4 separate regions of the Mus musculus genome follow, and regions 1, 3 and 4 are each linked to region 2. A link is a contact called in public HiChIP or PLAC-seq and Micro-C data. All regions are on one chromosome and are shown on one strand. Each heading gives the region's core, a stretch centred on a gene start, on an enhancer-like site or on the middle of the called end of the contact. The rest is flanking DNA. Distances are from core to core; before and after follow the strand shown.

The links. A called contact is a pair of places that touch in the nucleus more often than the background predicts. HiChIP or PLAC-seq counts read pairs in DNA pulled down with a chosen protein or histone mark.
Region 1: a contact with region 2 is called in a Micro-C map of embryonic stem cells, with 6 times the contacts expected there. The contact joins the promoter of Scap here to the promoter of Smarcc1 in region 2. A contact is called at or near these places in 3 of 39 promoter capture datasets (the C10 cell line, the HPC-7 cell line and erythroid cells), 1 of 484 Hi-C or Micro-C datasets (embryonic stem cells), 1 of 115 datasets of contacts at active chromatin or transcription factors (memory CD8 T cells) and 1 of 9 other capture datasets (adipose tissue).
Region 3: a contact with region 2 is called in an H3K27ac HiChIP or PLAC-seq map of trophoblast stem cells, with 17 read pairs. The contact joins the enhancer-like site here to the promoter of Smarcc1 in region 2. A contact is called at or near these places in 6 of 39 promoter capture datasets (3T3-L1-derived adipocytes, the C10 cell line, the HPC-7 cell line and 3 more), 2 of 115 datasets of contacts at active chromatin or transcription factors (bone marrow-derived macrophages and trophoblast stem cells) and 3 of 9 other capture datasets (adipose tissue, liver and pancreatic islet).
Region 4: a contact with region 2 is called in a Micro-C map of embryonic stem cells, with 5 times the contacts expected there. The contact joins the promoter of Map4 here to the promoter of Smarcc1 in region 2. A contact is called at or near these places in 3 of 39 promoter capture datasets (macrophages, neutrophils and pre-B cells), 5 of 484 Hi-C or Micro-C datasets (CD4 T cells, embryonic stem cells and muscle stem cells), 1 of 115 datasets of contacts at active chromatin or transcription factors (memory CD8 T cells) and 2 of 9 other capture datasets (adipose tissue and liver).

What each region holds. Positions count from the first base shown.
Region 1 is chr9:110,329,535-110,334,611 of GRCm38.p6, reverse strand. Scap (SREBF chaperone) reads right to left here and starts at 1,256. Exons shown (of 23, transcript NM_001001144.3): 1 at 1,107-1,256.
Region 2 is chr9:110,130,139-110,135,433 of GRCm38.p6, reverse strand. It overlaps Smarcc1 (SWI/SNF related, matrix associated, actin dependent regulator of chromatin, subfamily c, member 1), which reads right to left and starts at 3,410. Exons shown (of 28, transcript NM_009211.2): 1 at 3,126-3,410. The coding sequence starts at 3,317.
Region 3 is chr9:109,983,031-109,988,693 of GRCm38.p6, reverse strand. The region is part of intron 2 of Map4 (microtubule-associated protein 4); the gene reads right to left. Among named protein-coding and RNA genes, the nearest start is that of Map4, 54 kb to the right of the region's middle. Within about 2 kb of position 3,048, at least 51 of the 459 cell types and tissues checked have an H3K27ac peak or open chromatin away from gene starts, as enhancers often do. A contact at or near this core is called in hippocampal neurons and trophoblast stem cells, where this site is marked.
Region 4 is chr9:109,930,134-109,935,179 of GRCm38.p6, reverse strand. Map4 (microtubule-associated protein 4) reads right to left here and starts at 3,406. Exons shown (of 19, transcript NM_001205330.1): 1 at 3,240-3,406.

The DNA of each region.
Region 1 (5,077 bases), core at 7-2,506, 200 kb before region 2:
ACAGGTGTTACTCAGTGGCAGACCAATGCCCTAGGCACACGTCCCCAAGTAACTTAATAATGAGTATAGGAATAATGTTTATACTTGTATTTCCTGTTGGTCGTTAAAAAAACAATACAAACAAAATATTTGCCAAGCAGAAACGCTGCAAATATATAAAAAGCCTTTAGATTTGAAATACATTAGCATATACTTCATAACATACAATCTTCACTTGAGCATCACACAGGTTACACCTAAAATGCATTCAGCACTAACTAGATACACTTGATCCTGACTCTAAGAAAAGCTTTAATGTTTAGCACACCTTGAGATGGCTGCACACTGCATAAGCAAACTCTACAAACGCACCCAAACGCATCATTAAAGACTGTTCCTATGTCGACTTCACAAGAATTACTACAAGATCATCATGAACTTATTTATTCATCGCTTCCGTCACCATAAGAGATAAATAAGCTAAACTAAGGAAGACTACCTCCAGGACCCCACTCCCACTCCCACCCCTCACCCGCCGCCACCTGTGGCTCACTGCCCTCCTCTTCATCGCCACCATCTGCACAACTTTCTGAGATGCAGTGTGGACCCGGGACTCGCTGCAGCTAGCGCTATCCCATTATAACCCTGATGCAACAAAACCACCTGGAAGTAAACATAAGCAACATAAGCGAGCAAAGTTTAGGTTTAAGCAACACATAAAACCAGAAACCGAGCACTCCCAGCAGAGAATCTACATGTTGCCTGGCTATCGGATCTTCGGAAAGAGGCAGGACTGAGTCACAGGGTCTAGCCCTCACCCAGACAACCCCAGACAACCCCAAAGCAGGATCCAGCGGCGAGCCTACCTGCCTGAGCTCACTCAGCCTGAACCCATCGCGACCCAGGCAGCTCGGCCCGGGCGGGGGCGCGGTCGGGAAGGGGGACGCGAGACCGTCCGGCCCCCAGCTCCAGACTGCGGTCTCCGGAGCCGCGCCTCGGGCTGCTGGACAGCGCCCACGCCCGCGCGCCCCTGCCCGGGCTCGCCCGCATCCCGGAACTCCCGGGCACGAGCGGCGCGAGGCCGGCGCCGGGGCCCAGCCGCACCGTGCAGACGCGCGCTGAGGTACCTGTGGCAGCGAGGCAGCTCCCGGGCGGCGGCGACCGAGCGGCGGAGAACGGCCTGCGCGCTCCTGGCCCGCGGTCCGGTGTTTGGAGCCCGCCCTCTCCCTCCCGGCCGCCCGGCGCCCGCGCAGCTCCCCGCCCCTTCACCTCTCAACTCCTACCTTTCCCCTCCCGCTCCGCCGCCCTCCACACGTGCTCCCGGCGGCGTGCGCATGCGTAGTCTGGCACTGCCAACGGCTCGGGTTCGCCCCCTGGTGGTCCCCTGCCACACAACTGCGAGAGGAAGTACTGGAGTTGCCTGTGGCCTGGAAAAAGGTGGCTAGTAGCACTTCAGAGTTTTGACAGCATCACTGTCCTGGGAAGTGATTGAGAACATGCACAAGAGCTCGTGTTCCATGCTTTATAGTGCCAAAGGATTAGAAGCGGGGCTGGGTGTATGGCTCAGTGGTAGAGAGCTTGCCTGAGACGCTAGGGGCCCTGGGTTTGATCCACAGCAGCATCAAAAAGAAAAACAAACCAGGGAATTAGAAGCAACTGAGCTAAATAGCAAGTGTATTCAGTTGATGAACTAGGTATAGGAGCCTCCAACACCAAGGATGTTAAATGAGCACTTATAATGAAAGCTAGTTCAAAACCAAGCTGGTGTTAGGATTCCATTTTTGTTAAAAATACAATGCATAGGGTAAAGTGGAAGATATATACTCAGTGTTTATTCCCACGTAGAGGAACTATGGGTGTCTGAGTCTCTTCCACCTTCTGAACTGCCACCAGTCGACTTGCACATGTAACGGATTATGCTGAGTGACTGCTCTGGTAAATGCTGAGTTAAGCATATGGTGTGTGTTCTCTCATTTGGCCTTGGGGAAAGTGAGGTTCCAGACACTCAGCAACAGCACCAACCCTGGTTGCTATGTTTCCATTTGTCCTCAGGCCTGCCTGTGGAGAGATCTCAACCACACTACCAATGTCTTGACTCTCTGAGTGTCACAGGTCAGAGTGGCCACCTGCCCCCATCTTGCTACCTTAAACATACTTCTTTCGTGTCACTCTTGCTCACCCCCAAGGCATACTAAGGTAGAACAGACCCTGTACCTGCCCTCAAGGGCACCAGTGGTGGGGGAAGAGAAAATATAAGTATAGTCACCGTGCAAAACAAATCAGAGGTGGCCACTTCAGCCTTTGGAATAGGGTTATTCTATAAAGCAGGTTTCTGGTAGAGATGTAACTCAGTTGATATACTGCTTGCCCAGCCTTGAATATGAGCCTTAACCCCCAGCAAACTGGCAGTGGTGGTGAAAGACTCCCCAGAGGAGCCTCTCGCTCAGGCCTCAGGATAATAGCAGACACCCAAGAACTCACGATAGACCAAGCTTGATGCAAACCACATGAGGCTTTATTCGGGGAAAGCCAGAGCTCTGGGGATGACTCATATCCCACGCAGGGTTAGAGGAGTCGACCTCGAGGGGAAAGAGGTCCCAGTTTTTATAGGCCCTCAGGGGGGAAAGGAGAAGGGGAGAGTGGGGGGATTTCCAGATCTAAACAATTCTCAAGAAATGGGTATGGGAGGGGTACAAGGAAAGAGTCTGGTGCAGGGGCAGCAACTCAGGATTGGCCCGGTTGTGGTTGCTGGGGAGATTTTCTGACTCTTTCTCAGCAACCAATATCACAAACACCTGGCAGTGGGCTTCATCAGTGGGCACACACATGGGTTCAAGGAATGGTCAAAACATTGGCAGACACACAAGTTCAAGGAGTGGCCAGAGCATTGTGCACCTCTATTTTTCTAAATCAGTGAAGCTAGTTCTGCTAACAGTGACATCTATCTTGCCAATTTCAGGGCTTCTGTGACCTTTTACATTCTGTTAGGATCTTTCAGTGGGTCACACCTATGTCAGCCCTTAGGAGATGCAGGCAGGAGGAACAGAAGTCCAAGGTTCCAATTTGAGGCCAGTCTGGTACATAAGTCTGGCCCCCACAAAGATAAGAAAATGCAGCCCACTGGTAGGGCCTAGCATCAAGGCCTTGAGCTCAAACCTCAGTAATAAAAATAAAATTTATTTTTTTACGTGGTGTATTTTGTTGCTCTGACTCTTGTTGATGGACATGGAAATGCAAACCAAATATACCCTTTGTTCCCCGAGTTGATTTAAAAAAAAAAAAAAGAAAAGATGTACTTTTTTTTTTAAAAGATTTACTTATTTATTATATGTAAGTACACTGTAGCTGTCTTCAGACACACCAGAAGAGGGTGTCAGATCTCATTACGGATGGTTGTGAGCCACCATGTGGTTGCTGGGACTTGAACACTGGACCTTTGGAAGAGCAGTCGGGTACTCTTACCCACTGAGCCATCACACCAGCCCAAGATGTACTTATTGTATTCTGTGTATGAGTGTTTCCTCTGCTGGTATGCGTTTGCACCATGAACATTCCTGGTTCCCTAAGGAGGGCTTCAACTCCCCCTAAAACTGGAGCTACAGACAGTTGTGAGCCACTGTGAAGTTGCTGGAAAGATCTCCGGTCCTCTGCTAGAGCAACGAGTGTCTTTAACTATGGAGCTATCTCTGTGGCCCCCACCTCAGCCCCAGGTTGACTTGGGTTCGTGTTTTATCGTAGCACAGAGCAGCAGACTAAAACACCAGAACTGGTGGCAAACGCTTGTGAGCCCAGCACTCAGAAGTCTGAAGCAGAACCTACGTGAGCTCATGGCAAGTTCCAGGGCTATATGTTCAAAGGCTACCTTGTCTTAAAAATTGAAGAAAACAAAAGATTGTTTTCTCTTTTCTTTTCTTTTCTTTTCTTTTCTTTTCTTTTCTTTTCTTTTCTTTTCTTTTCTTTGTTTTTAAATTAGAAGCAACAGTAGAAAGCAGGGTAGGGAAGCCCATGCTCCTCCCACTCCATCCTCAGGTCACTTCCTCCAAGCCTTATCCCTCAAGTACCACGTCCGCCCCCTCAGGAGCCTGGGAGTGAGCATCGCCTTCTCTGTCCCTGGTTTCTCCCGCTCTGACCGCCGTCTCTTTCCTTGTGAAGGTATGTAAGATCTTTCCAGTTTTATTTGCCTGGTGTCTGGTTTTGCTTTGGGTGCTCAACTTGAACCCAAGTCATCTGTTACAGGAATGCTCTGTGGCTGAGCCCCACTTAGCTTTTCAGGGCTGTTCATTTGCAGTTTTGGAAATCCAAGCCCAGGGCCTCAACTGTGAAGAATCGATTTTCTTTTGTTTGTTTGTTTTTATCAAAGGTAGCCTTGCCCTCCGAGGACTAATATTCCATAAGTTTCCCCACCTCGTGAAACTTTTATGTAGATAATTAAAATCTTTTAATCCTCTCCACCTGGTAAAACTTTTATTTTCACAACACACACACACACACACACACACACAAAGAGACAGACAGACAGACAGACAGACACACACACACACACAAGTTCTTGAATGTGATAGCCTAGAACAGAGAACTCTTCCCCCTTTTTCTTAATTTCTTTTACACGTATTCTTTTAAAACCTAGTTAACCTCAAAAGACTCTGAGGTTGGACTCCCGCCAATGGGGAAAAGACAGTCACCACCTGCATTAAAATAAAGACTAGGCACACTTCCTGCCCTGGTACGCTCGCCTGCCCTGGTACGCTCGCCTGCCCTGGTACGCTCGCCTGCCCTGGTACGCTCGCCTGCCCTGGTACGCTCGCCAGCCCTGGCACTCGCCAGCCCTGGCACTCGCCAGCCCTGGTATGCTCGCCTGCCCTGGCACTCGCTAGCCCTGGTACTCGCCAGCCCTGGTATGCTCGCCTGCCCTGGCACTCGCCAGCCCTGGTACTCGCCAGCCCTGGTACTCGCCTGCCCATCCTTTTTTGTGAAAGAACTTGCCCTGTTGAGTTATTTTCCCTCTGTCTCTGTGTCTTTGTTCAACACCAAGTATTCTTGTTTCCACCACTCTGACTCCTAGAGAAGCGCTCTCCATCCTGAGCCACCTCTCCAGCAC
Region 2 (5,295 bases), core at 2,161-4,660:
TCCACTATAAAGAATCATAAAAACCCATCATGTACATACTTAGAGGCAGAGCATAAATGCTAATGAGATGGCTCAGCAATCAAGACTATATGCTCTTACCAGCACCCAAATGACAGTTCAGAAATGTCTGTTAACTCCAGTTGGAGATCCCACGACCTCTTCAGGCCTGAGGATACCAGTCATGTATGGAGTACACAGACATACTCGCAGGAAAAGCACCCATAAACACACACCCACACACAAAGAAAACCAGGCTGGAGAGATGGCTCAGTGGTTAAGATGCTCTGCCAAAGGACCAGCACCAACATGGCGGCTCACATCTATATCCACAGTGCAAGAAGATTCAACACCCTCACAGAGACATACATGCAAATTAAAAACAATACACATAAAGTAAAAATAAACAAATCATTTAAAAAAAGGAAAACCAATGGTAAAGACAGGAAGTAGTTTTGTGACAGGGGAAGTGTAACTAATGAATTAACTGCAAAACCTTTGATAGAGCTGGAGGGAAGGCTCAGCACTTGAGTCCATGGCTGCTCTTCCAGAGCACCTACATTCGATTCCCAGCACTCCATGGCAGCTCAAAACCATGGTCCAGATGATCCAAAGCTCTCTTCTAGATTAGACATACACCAGACAAACTCTGGTACAGAGACATGCACGCAGGCAAAACAACCACACAGAGAAACTAAAACCAAAACTTTTTTTTTTTTTTGAGTCCACCACTGTGGCTCATCCTCATAATCCCAGAACTCTAGACTTGAAAGCAGGATCTGCGGCCCACAAAAGGAGCTCTGGGGCTTCGGAGCAGTGAGTTTTGGTTTTTTGTTTTGTTTTTGGAAGTGAAGTCTTATAGCCCAGGCAGAAAGAAAAGAGACCTTTCATGTCTCACTTGTTTCATATTAATTGCTGATATTTAAATTTCTGTTCTAGTGCTGAAGATGGCTCAGAGGATAAAAGACTGCTTACTGTTCTTCCCAAAGACCAGAGTTCAGGTCCCAGCACCCGGATAATACAGTTTACATCCGGGTCCAAGGAATGAGACGCCCTCTGCTGGCCTCTGTGGACACTGACATGCATGTTCCGCACACAAAGAAACCTTTACATTTGTATGTCCTAAATACACTGTAAAATGCAATAGAAATAATTAATGAACCAGTGTGTGGCCCATGCCTACAATCCTAGGCGAAGACAGGAGGCAGCTCTTTCTAAGTCTGAGGCTAGTCTGGACTAAATAGTGAGATGGTGTCAGAAACGGGAGAGCAGGGAGAGGAGGAAGAGGACAAAGTGTAAGGTACACCAAGCAGAAATAAGTCAACTGTATTTCTGACTTCAAAGCTTTAGAGACATGACCACTTCTGAAAACACCAGTGTATTACCAAAGCAACCCAAGCTCCCTGTCAAACACAAATAGGCTTCACTAAGCTGCAGACACTGAATGAAATGGTTCAGACTAGTCTGTCCCTTTTTAGTTTTTTAAGACAGAGTCTGATATTGGTACTTGAGGCTTGTCTTAACCTTCCATCCATACAAAGGATGGCCTTGAACTTCACACCTCTCAAAAGACTGCAGCAGAGAGCCACCAATGCCTGGTTTTGGTGGCTCTCTGCTGGGTGCTGGGGTTCAAACTCTAGACCTAACCCATGCTAAACAAACACTCTACAAACTGATTTAAATCCCCAGGTCCTAGTTTAACTTTTCATTCATTCAACAAACACTAAACAACTATTATGCAAGGTGAGACAGTTAAATGTCAACTATGAGCCAGGACATGGAGATGCATTTTCAGGCTTGTAAATCTCAACACCCACTCTGGGTCCGCAATGGGGTAACCACTACTACTTAATTTAAGAGTAGAGGAAGTGTTTTGGATGTTTCATCATATCAACTAAGGGATTCATTTTTCAACATTTATATAAAGGTGAAATTTTACTAGAGGTATTATTGGGGCCAGTGAGGTGGAAACACATGGGTAAAAGCACTTGTCACAAGCATCAAGATCTAAATTCAAGCCGGGTGGCCCATGCCTTTGATCCCAGCACTTGGGAGGCAGAGGCAGGCTGATTTCTGAGTTCGAGGCCAGCCTGGTCTACAAAGTGAGTTCCAGGACAGCCAGGGCTATACAGAGAAACCCTGTCTCTGAAAAAAAAAAAAGTATCTAAGTTCAATTCCTGGACCAGTATGGTGTTCGAGGAGAATTGATTTGCTTAAGTGGACATGAAAACAGGAGTTGTGTGTACCCCTCCAAAGTAAATAGTTGTAATTCTTTTTAAAGTGTCAACAAAGGGTTAATTCACGACTTTTGTAAAACAACTGACTCAGCAGAATTTGCATTCTAAAGTACGGGAAACACACTTTTCCCAAAAAAATTAACATTGCAAAAAATATATATATGATAAAAACTAAGCTCTCGCCAGGTGTGGTGGCGCATGCCTTTAATCCCAGCACTTGGGAGGCAGAGGCAGGAGGATTTCTGAGTTCGAGGCCAGCCTGGTCTACAAAGTGAGTTCCAGGACAGCCAGGGCTACGAAAAACAAAACAAACAAACAAAAAAACCTAACTCTCGCTTGTACTCACATCCTTACACACCACCTAAAGTACAATGAAGTGGAAAACCAACACTTTTAATAGTTCTATATCAATTGTACAATACAAGGTTTAAACCTACATGAATCCACAAGGCCAGTCATCCAAGGTCCCCTACTAATCCACATAGGGTAGCAAGCCCTTAGTTACCTAGACGCTCAACAACTGGTCTCTAAACAAAACTTCAAGATACTTTTATTAGGATGGGCTCTTTGTTCACACACCTAAGGCAGCTAACAAAAGAACAGAAACACACGCTCTGCGACTCTGTCCAGTTCCACCTCTCCTGCACATAAGAGAGAGTGAGATGGGGCTTCCCACGCGAGTACGTGGGCCCCAGAGAGCCAGCAGCTGGGGCCAGGTCGCCGCGTGCCTAGTCGCCCGCGGGGGCGTGGCAAGCGCCGAGCCGGCCTTTGTTGTCCCTCGTGGCGCGCGGAGGGGGGGGGGGAGGGGCGGCCCCAGACATGCGAAGCGGGCAGCCACCATCAGCCCCCGTCGCGTGGCTCCTCGGTCCCCACGGGCGCGCGCGAACCCACCTTCTTGTAGTGCTTGCCCAGCCAGACTCGCACCGAATCTAGCTGGGACACCGTGTCCGGGCTCTCCCAAAACTTGCTGGCCGGGCCCCCGTCCTTCCTCCGGTACACGGCCAGCCCGGAGGCCGCCGCCGCACCCCCTGCACCCACGGCGCCTGCTGCTGCTCCCGGACCGCCACCCGCTGTCGCGGCCATAGTCACCGTCCGTCGTGTCTACCGCCCGGCCTAGCCTGGCCCTCGCGGCGTTTCCCGTTCGCACCCGCGCGCGCGCGCGCAGATGCCACCTCCTCCTCCTCCTCCTAGCCCCGCCCAGCCAACCCTCTTCCGGCGCCGAGGCGCGGCCACGCCCCTTCTGGACCCTAAAGCTGCAACGAACAGGCACTGAGAGCGGGCGTACGCATGCGCAGCACGCCGGTAGTCCCCTACGGACTGAGGCTGCCCGCCTTTTCCTCTGGTCTCTCGGAACTGAGCCTCAGCCTCTGCTGTTGGTAGACACTACGAATGACTCTTCCGGGCCCCGTTTGTCTATTCGTTAGGCGGTCAACAATCTCAAGGAGGTTCTGTATCTCTACTAGAAAAAGCGGTCTAGGGTGTGCAGTGCGAGCCGAGCCCCACCCCACCCCACCCCCCCGCGTACCCGCCCCCGAGCGCTAGTAAGCAATTCCTGCTAGTCCCGGAGGCCGCGTCGGTTTGGGGACCTGCATTAAAGACCTAGTCTTTCTTGGGGCTTCATTAATGTTTCTCGAACCACATCAGATGGTTTCTGCTTAGTCGGCCTAGCTCCAGCTACTTCTGCGACCTGGACATTATCTTCCTTTGTGATTCGCACTCTCTCAAATTCATCACTTTAAAAGTATTCCAGAAAACCAGTCCCTGAGTGAACAAGTGATCACAATTACCCAACGGTTTTTTTTGTAGCTCTCTCTTCAACCTGGTGTTTTTATCATCCGCGTTGGGAACTGGACGCTTTATCTACATTTGAAGGCTATATGAAGGCTGAAAGTTTACATTGTAAACAATGTATTGGCTGTATTGGAAACGTGAACATGATATGTTCACGAAGCTCCAAGTGAGGAGGTGTGATGAGTTTATAGACCTTAAAAAAAAATGGAGATAGCCTAGAAGATGTAGTGTGCACGCCTTTAATCCCATAAGGTAGAAGCAGGAGGTTTTCTGAGTTCCAGGCCTGCCTGATGTACATAGAGCTTGAAAGCCAGGACAACCAGGGCTACAGGAAACCCTCCCTGCCTGAACAAACAAAAGAGACTAGTTGTCTCAGGTTATGTATTTGGCTCAGTTCTTAAAAAGCTTGGCAACCTGAGTTGGAACCCCAGAATTCTCATAAAAGTAGAAGGTGAAATTCTTCACGAAGTTACACCCTGACTGTGTACTGTGGCACACATACATCACCCATACCTAATTCTGGGTGGTAGTAATCCTAGCACTCAGGAGGTCGCTGACTTTTAGGCCAGCTTGTTACCATAGTGAGTTCCAAGACTACATACAGAGACCCTGTCTCAACAACAAAATGGAGCAGGGCAGTGAAATGGCTCAGCGGGTAATGCCAATAGTGACGACCTAAATTCAATTCTGGAACTGGAACAATGGAAGGAGAGAACCAACCAACTAACTTGTCCTCTGACTTCTACAGGCAGCCTGGAATGACATGCTTGTCATGGCACATTCACACCCACAGACATAAGCAACATAAAGTAAATGCATAAATGTAATTTAAAAGTTCTTTTAAAGCCGGGCGTGGTGGCACATGCCTTTAATCCCCAGCACTCCAGAGGCAGAGGCAGGCCAATTTCTGAGTTCGAGGCCAGCCTGGTCTACAGAGTGAGTTCCAGGACAGCCAGGGCTATATAGAGAAACCCTGTCTCGAAAAAAAAAAAAACAAAAAACTTTTAAGGACCTGGAGAGATGGCTTAATGGTTAAGAGCACTGACTGCTCTTCTGAAGGTCCTGGTTTCAAATCCCAGCAGCCACAAGGAGGCTCACAACCACCCTTAATGAGATCTGACGCCCTCTTCTGATGTGTCTGAAGACAGACAGCTACAGTGTATTTACATTTAATAATAAATATTTTTTAAGTTCTTTTAAAAAGAAAAATGGCAGGAGGCAGAGGCCGGCAGATTTCTGAATTCCAGGCCAGCCTGGTCTACAAAGTGAG
Region 3 (5,663 bases), core at 1,799-4,298, 150 kb after region 2:
ACCCCCTCCCATTTTTGTCTTTAAAAAATCCCAGAAGGAAAAAGTCCATTCTCCTCTACAACTTCCTTAAATACTTCCTAACTTAATCTCTTTCCTTTCTGTTTACTTTTCTGTTTACTCCCTGTCAACTGATTGCTTGTTCCTCATCTTAACCTAGGGTTGACTTTGTTTAGCTCTTGTGTTAAAGATGTGTGCCGGAAGGAAGGAAGGAAGGAAGGAAGGAAGGAAGGAAGGAAGGGAGGGAGAGAAGGAGGAGGGGGAGGGGAAGGGGAGGAGAAAGAATTGGGGGGGGGGGAAGGAAGGTAGGTAGGTGTGTGCTAGGGTTGAGCCACACAAGGTTTTTCCAGTTCTCAATCCTGGGGTTCACAATGTGATCAAATATTCTATAACAATAATCAAACTCCATTACCTACTGGAAGTAACTCCTAAAGGCAACAAAAGAAATGAAATCTGGCAAGGGGATTATGGAAACTGGGATTCAGGAGGGGGTGAGAGAGGTGGAGTCTCAAACCCAGGAAACAAGACTCCAGAGACCAGCACTAAGGTGCAGATCTACTGTGCTACACAGCAGCAAGAGTGTTTATATGGCCTTTGGGCCAATAGAGAATTGACACAAGCTCTAGAATAGTCAACCATCTCACAGGCATTATGGGGAGGTGCCAGGCTGCCAGCACCCACGTGGACTTCCATATAGATGGAGGGTTGAAGCACCCACTGCACTGTTTTGGGCCATCCTGAGGCTCCAGTAGTTTGCTAGGATCCTCTATTTTGTGTGCACAGTATGCCAGTGTACATGGTCACTAGTACTACAGAGGAGCTTAGAGGCTTTGCTTACCATCCACTAGGCCACATCCAGGGGCTCAGCACCCACAATGGGTATGTTTCATTTTTCAGAATTTAGGAAACTAAAGTTTGTACACCATACCACTGATTATACTCAGGGTTTCAATGTGCAATGGCTATGAGTTTTTTTTGTTGTTGTTGTTTGTTTTTTGTTTTGTTTTGTTTTGTTTTGTTTTTCAAGACAGGGTTTCTCTGTATAGCCCTGGCTGTCCTGGAACTCACTTTGTAGACCAGGCCTCGAACTCAGAAATCCGCCTGCCTCTGCCTCCCAAGTGCTGGGATTAAAGGCGTGCGCCACCATCACCCAGCGGCTATGAGTTTTGAAAAAGCTGATTCTGGGGCTAGAGAGATGGCTCAGGGGTTAAGGGCCCTGGCTCTTCTTCCAGAGGTCCCAAGTTCAATTTCCAGCAACCACATGGTAGCTAGCTTACAACCATCTGTAATAGAATCCTATGCCCTCCTCTGGTGTGTCCAAGGAGAGCCACAATGTACTTAAGTACATAGAATAAATAAATCTTAAAAAAAAAGCTGATTCTGTAATTATACATTTACTGGAAGTAATCACTAATATAGGAATTCCTGTACAATATCCCTACATATATATCCAGAAAGATGAAGCAATTCTTTGCAAATTATAATATAATGTTACAGGTATACCAAACAATCATATAGGACAGGCAATTATAGAAAGATCTAATTGTATTTTAAAAGAAATGCTTATAAAACAAAAAGAAAGAATAAAGACCCTCTAGGATAGACTAAATAGTACTCTGTTTAAATTTCCTAATGTTAATGAGAAAGGAACAACAGCAGCTGAGAGACACAGGGTTATTTTTAAAAAATTGTGGAATTAACTCAGTCTATATACTATAAGGATGTATTAACATCAGAACGGAATCCAAGAATATCTTGCATTGGGGACATGGATTTGTTTATCTTTCTATAGGAAACAAAAAGCTGTGATAACATCAAACAAAGCTAAGAGTTGATCGGGAGATCTTCTGAGAAGATAACCTGACCAGTCACTGCCTTTGCCTTCGAGCCAAAAAATCCTGGTCAAGAGATCTTCGATCCTTAACCACTGAAAGGTCTATGAGCAGGACTTTGGTCTACAGCAATACAGAGGCCATCTACAATGCAGAGCAACAATAGGCCTATGTGAAGAATTTTAAGACAGACTGCTGAATACCACATCCTGCATGCCCAAGTCAGAACTATAAGTAAGCCAAAGGTTCACAGAACTGAGGGAAGAGAGATTAAGAGACTTTGACAAGGAACTCCAGAAAATAAGATGCTAGAAGATAAGACAGTCCAGGATTATAAATGGTTCAAGAAATACTCAAGTTAGCCAGACGTGGTGGCGCACGCCTTTAATCCCAGCACTCGGGAAGCGGGGACAGGCGGATTTCTAAGTTCGAGGCCAACCTGGTCTACTGAGTGAGTTCCAGGACAGTCAGGGCTATACAGAGAAACCCTGTCTCGAAAAACAAAACAAAACAAAACAAAACAAAAACAGAAAGAAAGAAAAGAAATGGATATAAAAAGGCAACAGAAGGGCTAGAGCATGACTGTTCTTCCAGGGGTCCTGAGCTCAATTCCCAGCAACCACATAGTGTCTCACAACCATCTGTAATGGGATCTGATGCTCTCTCCTGGTGTGTCTGACGACAGCGATAATATACTCACATACATAAATTTAAAAACTTAAATTAAAAAAAAAGAAAGAAAGAAAGAAGAGAAGAGAAGAGAAGAGAAGAGAAGAGAAGAGAAGAGAAGAGAAGAGCAGAGCAGAGCAGAGCCAAGTCAGCAGAGACAGAGCGCGGTAGAGCATTAGAGGAGGATTGGACTAGGGTCAGAGAAGAGTAGGGCAGAGTAAGTACAGTTCAGGTGGCAGAAGAGTAAAGTCAAAAACAGTGAAAGGTGATAATTGAGAAGGTGACAGTTGAGCCAGGAGAAGCTGAGCTGAGTCAGAAAAGATATTGTTAGAAGACAAGAGAAAAACCCACACAAAGAGAGAAAAAAGAAAATAGCTATAATTGAGGACAGCCAGGGCTACACAGAGAAGCCCTGCCTCAAAAAAAAGCAAAACAAAAAACAAAAAGGAAAGGGTTAAGGAGCCGAGTGGCAGCTGTGCTGTGAGCCAGGAGAAAGCTTCAGGCCAAGCAGAAAGACTGAGCACAGGCTCAGCGCAGCCAGACTCTTGCCAACATCACCCTCTTGTGGCAAATTTGGCAGACTGCACTATTTCATTAAGGCCAAGTCACATGCAGTCTGTCCACTAGTCTGTCCAGACTGACTGACATCCTCTAACCTATCCTCTGTACTCTGCACATGACCTGAAAACGCTGGACCAAGGCTCATCCTTGAGGAGCGCTATCCTAGACTAATTTCCTTATATTTTTTATGTAGACCAGGCTAGGTTGGATCCACCTGCCTTCCAAATGCTGGGATAAAAGGCATGTACCACCACCTAACTTTTTATTCTACAAAAATGCTAGCCTCAAAGAACTTAGTCTTAATTTCTATCTTACAAATGGGACACAGAATAAAGTCTTAAGCGAACTGCCCACAAACTTGCTAACTGCTTGTGGAAGCCAACAATGAGTAAGGTACTCACTAGCATAAGACAGCCACAGAATCTGTTACTGCTATTTGAAAGGCATGCAAGGGCGAGGCACAGAGTACTGATAATAAACTCCTAGGCATTGGGCAGTTTAGGAGTAATCAGGGAAGAGCAATACATCTGGAAACAATTTCAAACGCAGTAGACAACAAGCAAGCCACTGCACCCACTCATGAAATGCATCCCTCAGGCCGGACATGATGGCGCACGCCTTTAATCCCAGCACTCGGGAGGCAGAGGCAGGCGGATTTCTGAGTTCGAAGCCAGCCTGGTCTACAGAGTGAGTTCCAGGACAGCCAGGGCCACACAGAGAAACCCTGTCTCGAAAAACAAACAAACAAACAAACAAAAAAGAAAAAAAAGAAATGCATTCCTCGCTTTAACAGAAAAGGATTCTTAGGGGGCGCTGGTGCCATCATGTTTATTTAAAAAAAATTGTACATAGGGAAAAAAGCAACTTTCCTTTTCATCAACTAATCTCATTTTATGTTTTGAGATGAGGTTTCTTGTAGCCCAGGTTATCCTTGAAAAGCCTATGTAACCACCTTAATTTCTTTATCAAGCTAGGATCTCATAGGTGTGGATGACAATGCATGGTTTACCGCTCACTTTTTAGTTAAAGACAGGGTGGTCATTTAAGAATTAAAGGAAATAAAGTCAACTACTGTTCTATTACACGCATAGCTCATTCAGCTGCCCCCTCTATATCTAGATATGAGGACAATGCTTTAAACTTCCCTTGATTGGCCCGAGCCTACAATCAAACAAGTGAGAACCTAACCAAGCCTGCTCCAAAAACAAAACACAAACTCAAGGTGTATACCTCGACTTTGAGCACCCAAAAAAAAAGTAAAATCAAACACAAATGATGAGGGTTAATAAATCGGCCTTGAGGAACATGCTTACAATCCCAACACAGAGAAAGCTGAACCAGGAGAGCCAAAGCTCCAGAACAGCATAGGCTACACCTTAAGACCCAAAGTAACAATAAGTCTTTAGAGCTCTTCTTCCATAATGCCTAAAAACTATTCCAAGTAACTTACTTGTGGTTAGAGATGACCCACTGTCTAAATTCACTTATTGCTATAGCACAGAATCCAAATTCAGTTCTCAGAACCCATGTAGGGCAGCTTACAACTGCTTCTAATAACTCCAGGCACCTTATGGTCTCCAAACATAGCATAACTCATACAAATACATAAACATAAATGAAAATAAGATAAAATAAATCCTTTTCATTTCTCTTCTTTGTTTTGTTGTTGTTATTTAATATAGGGTTTCTGGGCAGTCCTGGAACTAGCTCTGTAAATCATGTTGGCCTTGAATGTAGAGATCCACCTGCTTCTGCCACCTGAGTGCTGGGATTAAATCAATGCACCAACACTGATTGGCTATAAATCTTTTTCTTAAAACATACTGGTTCTTGGGACTGAGTGATGACTAAGTGTTTAAGAACACCTGGTGCTTTTGCAAAAGATCTAGGTTCGGTTCAAAGTTCCCACATAGGAGCTTAGAACCATCCTTACTATACAGCAGTTCGGGGGATCTAGCACCCTCTTCGGGCCTCTACAGGCACCAGGCATGCACACAGCACACATATACTGGCAGGCAAAACACTCAATATACATTTAAAAAGAACTGTGTTGGCGGGGCTACAGAAATGGCTCAGAGGTTAAGAGCACTTGTTGCTCTTGCAGAGAACTCAGTTTCAGTAATCAGCACCTGTATAAAGTGTCCCATAAATAGTCACAAACCCAGTTCCAGTAGACTCAACAGGTATGCATGTAGCATACCCATACACCCACACAGACAAAACCTTCACACACATAATACAATCTTTTTTAAATATTTAGATATATTGATTCTTACTTTTACATTATTTTATTATTACTATCATTATTTTGCATGCATGGATGTTTATGCATCACATGCAGAGGCCATAAAGGGGCACTGGAAATTGTACTGGCTGGCTTTGTGTGTCAACTTGACACAAGTTGGAGTTATCACAGAGAAAGGAGCTTCAGTTGAGGAAATGCCTTACAGCTGGATCTCATGGAGGCATTTCTTCAACTGAAGCTCCTTTCTCTGTGATAACTCCAGCCTGTGTCAAGTTGACACACAAGACCAGTAAATTTGTACCAGCATAGTGGTGTATTCCTGTGACAACCTGATAATGTTTTGGGGAGGACTGTGGAAG
Region 4 (5,046 bases), core at 2,157-4,656, 200 kb after region 2:
ATAAAGGAATATGGATGAAGAGGATTGCTCTGAGCTCAGCTAAGGCCCAGGCCAGACTACATAGTAAAGTTCCAGGCCAGCCTGGGCTACAGAAAAAACCTTGTCTCCAAAAGTCTACAAAACAGGAGCACGGGAAATGGCTCAGAGGTTAAGACCAATTGTTGCTCTAGCAGAAGGCCCAGATTGGTTCCCAACACTCACATAGTAGCTCAGAGCCATTCCTGCCTTAAGGGATCCAACCCCTTCTCCTTACTTCCACGGGCACTAAACACGGTGCACATACAGAGGCAAAACACTCATGCATAAAATAAATAAACATAAAATAAAATTTTAAAAAATAATACAAGTCTCTAGCGGCAAGGCAGGGGCATCTCTGTGGGTTCAAGGACAGCCAGAGCGAGAGAGACCCTGTCTCTGACTCAAAAAAAGAAAAGAAAAAAAGCAAGATATAATAGTGAGAAGACCTGACAGCTCCGCCCAGCTCAGCAGATAAAAGCACTTGCTGCCAAGTCTGAATTTGAGTTCAATACCCAAACCCCAGGTAAATAGAGACTGACTCCCAAAGTTGTCCTCTGACCTCCACACTCATACGCACGTGCACACATACACGCACATACACACACATACACACACACACACACACACACACACACACACAGTAAATGTAAAAATAAGTAAAATATTAATCCCAGCACTTGGGAGGCAGAGGCAGGCGGATTTCTGAGTTCAAGGCCAGCCTGGTCTACAAAGTGAGTTCCAGGACAGCCAGGGCTGTACAGAGAAACCCTGTCTTGAAAAACCAAAAAAAAAAAAAAAAAAAAAAGAAAAAGAAAAAAAAGTAAAATAAATACAATAAGAGACACACCCTTGCATTTTCATTGCCCTCATTGTAATACTATAATCAACTGGTTTACTGATTAGGCTACCAAGAACAATGGAGGTGTTTTTGGGCCAGTGGATAATTAAATCCAATTGTGTACAAGGCATCAATACTTCAACAAGTACTGAAACCTGACTCATAAATCTCTGCTGAGTGTGTTTCCATCAGTATATCCCCCCCCCCTTTTTTTTCTTTTTTTTTTGGTTTTTCGAGACAAGGTTCCTTTGTGTAGCCCTAGCTATCCTGAAACTCACTCTGTAGACCAGCCTGGCCTCAAATTCAGAAATCCACCTGCCTCTGTCTCCCAAGTGCTGGAATTAAAGGTGTGCGCCACCACTGCCTGGCAAGTATATTCGCTTTCATTTAAAAAGCCCCTGGAAGGGCTGGCGAGATGCCTCAGAGATTAAGAGCACTGATTGCTCTTCCAAAGGTCCTGAGTTCACAATCCCAGCAACCACCCGTAAAGAGATCTGATGCCCTCTTCTGCTGGGTATGAAGTCAGTTACAGTGTACCTATGTATAATGATAAATAAATCTTTGAGCCAGAGCAAGCAGGGACTGGGTGAGAGGGGCTGACCAGAGAGCAAGCAGTGTTAACCCGAGCGAGCAGAGGTCCTAAAAAGAAAAAAAAATTCATTTGCCAATAACCACATGAAGGCTCATAACCACATGTACAGCTACATAAATCCTTTTTTTTGTAAACCCCTGAAAGATGGTAGGTACTAGCTCAAAAAGCAATAGTTTTAATTACTTTAAGCTAAGTGTAAAACGAGATTATGACTGACTTAAAAATATCAGCTTTGAAGGAAATGGTATGGACCATCAGACTCCATCAATTGAAAAGCCATGAACATATTCCCCAAAGTGGAGAAAAAGTTACAAAGTTGCAAGTACCTGCATCATAGTACAGACAGATCCAGCCTCTTGCTTAGCAACTGCAGTGTTGTCTACAAAACACTCAGCCTGTCATAGTCAGGGCATGACAACTGTTCACCCTAAATCCATGTGCTCAGCTTGGATTCAGGATTGATTTATAAAAATAGCTGCTGCTGCTGGTCTTTGAATCTCTGCGCTGATGACTGGGCAGTGTTACCCTATAGGCCTAGAGCAGCTGTATTTCCCTTACCACACCCATCGCTCTGCCTACCCAGCCAAGCTGCCGGCAACCGCCCCCCTCCCGTTTGTCACCCTCCCACCCCCACCCCCCAACTCTACACCATACTATTCTCCCTCCTCCTGGGCTGAGTGAGCAAATTACAAGCACAAATATCCCCTGATGCAATGCCACAACCATCCCTGGGAAAGAGCAGAGGCAGTTGCCAAAAGCGCAGCAGTAGGAAAACGGGCGGGAGACACTCGCAGGGAGCAAGAAACACTGCAGAGGCCCTGGGGAGAAATTCTGTAACTGGACCAGCGGAGGGCAAGGAGAAAGGGGGATTCCAGCAAAAGGCTGGGTAACACTAATCTTGCCTGAGAAGTACAGGCTACAACTCCGCTCCAGGAGGGGGCGAGTTCTGGATTCCTAAAACACAAACCTGTGGGGAAATCAGCCTCTTCCCCTAAAGACCAAATGCATTTAATCTACACAATCCAAGAGATAAGCAAACCCTCCCCAAAACGCCCAGGAGGCAATCTCAAGTAAAGTTGAGTTCCGACAGTAACAGTCCAAAAGAGCTCGTCCCGGGTGCTAAAATAAACCACAATCTCTGCTCCGAGTAACGTTTCCGACAGCCGCTGCTAGCCCTGGTCCCTGTTTCCGGACTCCGCACCCTTAACGTGACCCCTTTTGCATTCCCGAAGCCAGACACTAGATGCGCGTCAGTCCCCAAAGTGTGCGGGACCCACGCACACAAGGGCTCGAGTTGGATTCTCCAGACCACCCCTCGGCCCCACCCATAACCCCCAGAAGGGACACGCAGAGCTCGCCTCAGTCCCCACATACACGGACGCCCCTCCTGAAGCCTGGAGAAACGACCCCGGCGTCCTTCTGCATCCCGAACCCCACCCAAGGGCCCAGGCTGCAGTCGACCCTCAGTGTCCCGGCTCAGCACATGCCCAGCCTGAGGCAAGCCCCTCGGCTCCACAACCTCCGAAGCCCTGATACAAAATCTCTCCGCCCGCCTCGCCCCCTACGGTCCCCTCAGAAGGCGTCTCAGAAACTCCGAAGGTCACGCCCGCAGGCCCCCCACCAGGCCCCCTCTCTCAACCACCCCGGCGTCCCGTAGGCGGACAGCCACCGCCCTTCCCCGCCTCGGGAGGGACCTGCGGGGTCCCCGGCGGCCACCGCGAGAACCTGGGCGGGAGTCGTGGAGGTTAGTGAGGAGGCCGACCCTCCGATCTCAATCACAGCCGCACCTACCCGCCGCCGCCGCCGAGCCCAAGCCGGAGCCGCAGGAAGCCGGGAGAGGGCAGAGAGGAGCCGGGAGCAGCCGGGAGGAGCCGCAGAAGCCACAGACCTAGCCGGAGGGGCGGGGCACAGGGAGGTGGCCGCTTCCTCGTCGCCCTCTTGAAGGCCGGCACGAAGGCGGAGCGTGCTCGCCGTCAGCGGGTGCCGCCCCAGCCAATGGGCGCCACCGAAGGGCGGGCCGAGGCGCCGCGAACCAATCCACGCCGGCCCCTACTCCTCGCCCTCTCCGTGGAAGCAGCACGAGTGGCGGACCGTTGGCGCGGCGCGCGTCGGGGGTCTAGACTGCGGCCTCCCGCCCGCGGATGCCTCAGCGAATGGCGAGGCTCAGGCCGCCTCCGCCGTTCTGAGAGGGCCGCCGCTTCCTTTTCCAGCAGAAAGGATGCTAGTGTCAGGCGCACGCGCCTGCGTACGGGTGGGCCTGAGTGGGCCCCGCCGGCCCTGACTGGTGGGCTCTATGATGTAATCTGGGAGGGGCGGGGGCGGGGCCTTGGGTTCACTGCTAACCGCGAGGAACTGACTGGGAGCTGAGGGCGCAGCTCATAGTAGCTGCCTGAAACGTGGCTGGACCAAGTTGAGAAGGAACATTGTTGAATGCAAAACTGATTATATGGGGCCGGGCGTGGTGGCGCACGCCTTTAATCCCAGCACTCGGGAGGCAGAGGCAGGCGGATTTCTGAGTTCGAGGCCAGCCTGGTCTACAAAGTAAGGTCCAGGACAGCCAGGGCTCTACAGAGAAACCCTGTCTCGAAAAACAAACAAACAAACAAGAAAAAACTGATTATATAATTGGGAGTGTATTTAGTAACTTAAATAATTTCATGTTTCTTTTAGTTTTTTTCTTTTTTCAACGTAGTTACTTGAAAACTTAAAGATCACCTTTGTTCTGTTTTGGGTTTTTTGCACAGTGCCTCCCACCATAGCGCAGGCTGGCCTGAAATTCACTTTGCATCACCCACCTCCCTCAGAGTGATGGCAATCCCTCAGCCTCAGCCTCCTGAGTGTTGAGATTACAAATTTGAGCCGCCATACACAGCTAAAATTACCTCCTCCTACTCTCCTCTCCCCGCCCCCCTCCTCTAGAGTGTCACTACGGTCACATTATATTGCCTGTGCATAGTACTGGTCCAGAAGAAATAGTGATACCCAACTCCTTTATGCTTATTCCATGATCCACATATCTTAATCATCACAAGAGCCCTACATGGTTAATATATCCTCAGTGCCCTTTGTAGTTTTAGTTATGAGCCTTATCTTTAATAGTTTAATTTTCTCTCCAGCACTCCTCATTCTCATTATGTTAACAGGCAAGTTTAGTAACACCACAGTGTCAACAAGACAATGTTTGGCTAGTGGGGCTTTAACTTCAGTAGCCAGGTGCTAGGATTGTAAACTCAGGCATATAGGGGTTACCAGGAGAACTTGGTTAGGAAGTACAGCTGTGCTTTTGTAGCCTTAGGAAAGGTAAGCCTCAGTTTCCTCGTTTATGAAAATTAGATAATAGTCACTCTCAATAAAGTTACTAATAGGATGCCAAAGGTAAAATACCATATTCCCGATGAAGTCTCAGCATGGCTAAACAAATTATGTAAACCTGTGGAAGACTTCTAAACCTTTCTGTATCGATATTGTGTAACAGTTTCCTCCAAGATTGGAACTTTCCATTAAGCAGGAAGGCCCTGAAACCATCTAGTTTTACTAGGCTACTTCCTGCCAGAGTTCAGCGTCCCTCTCAGAAAAGAAGACCTACGCAGTAAAGAAG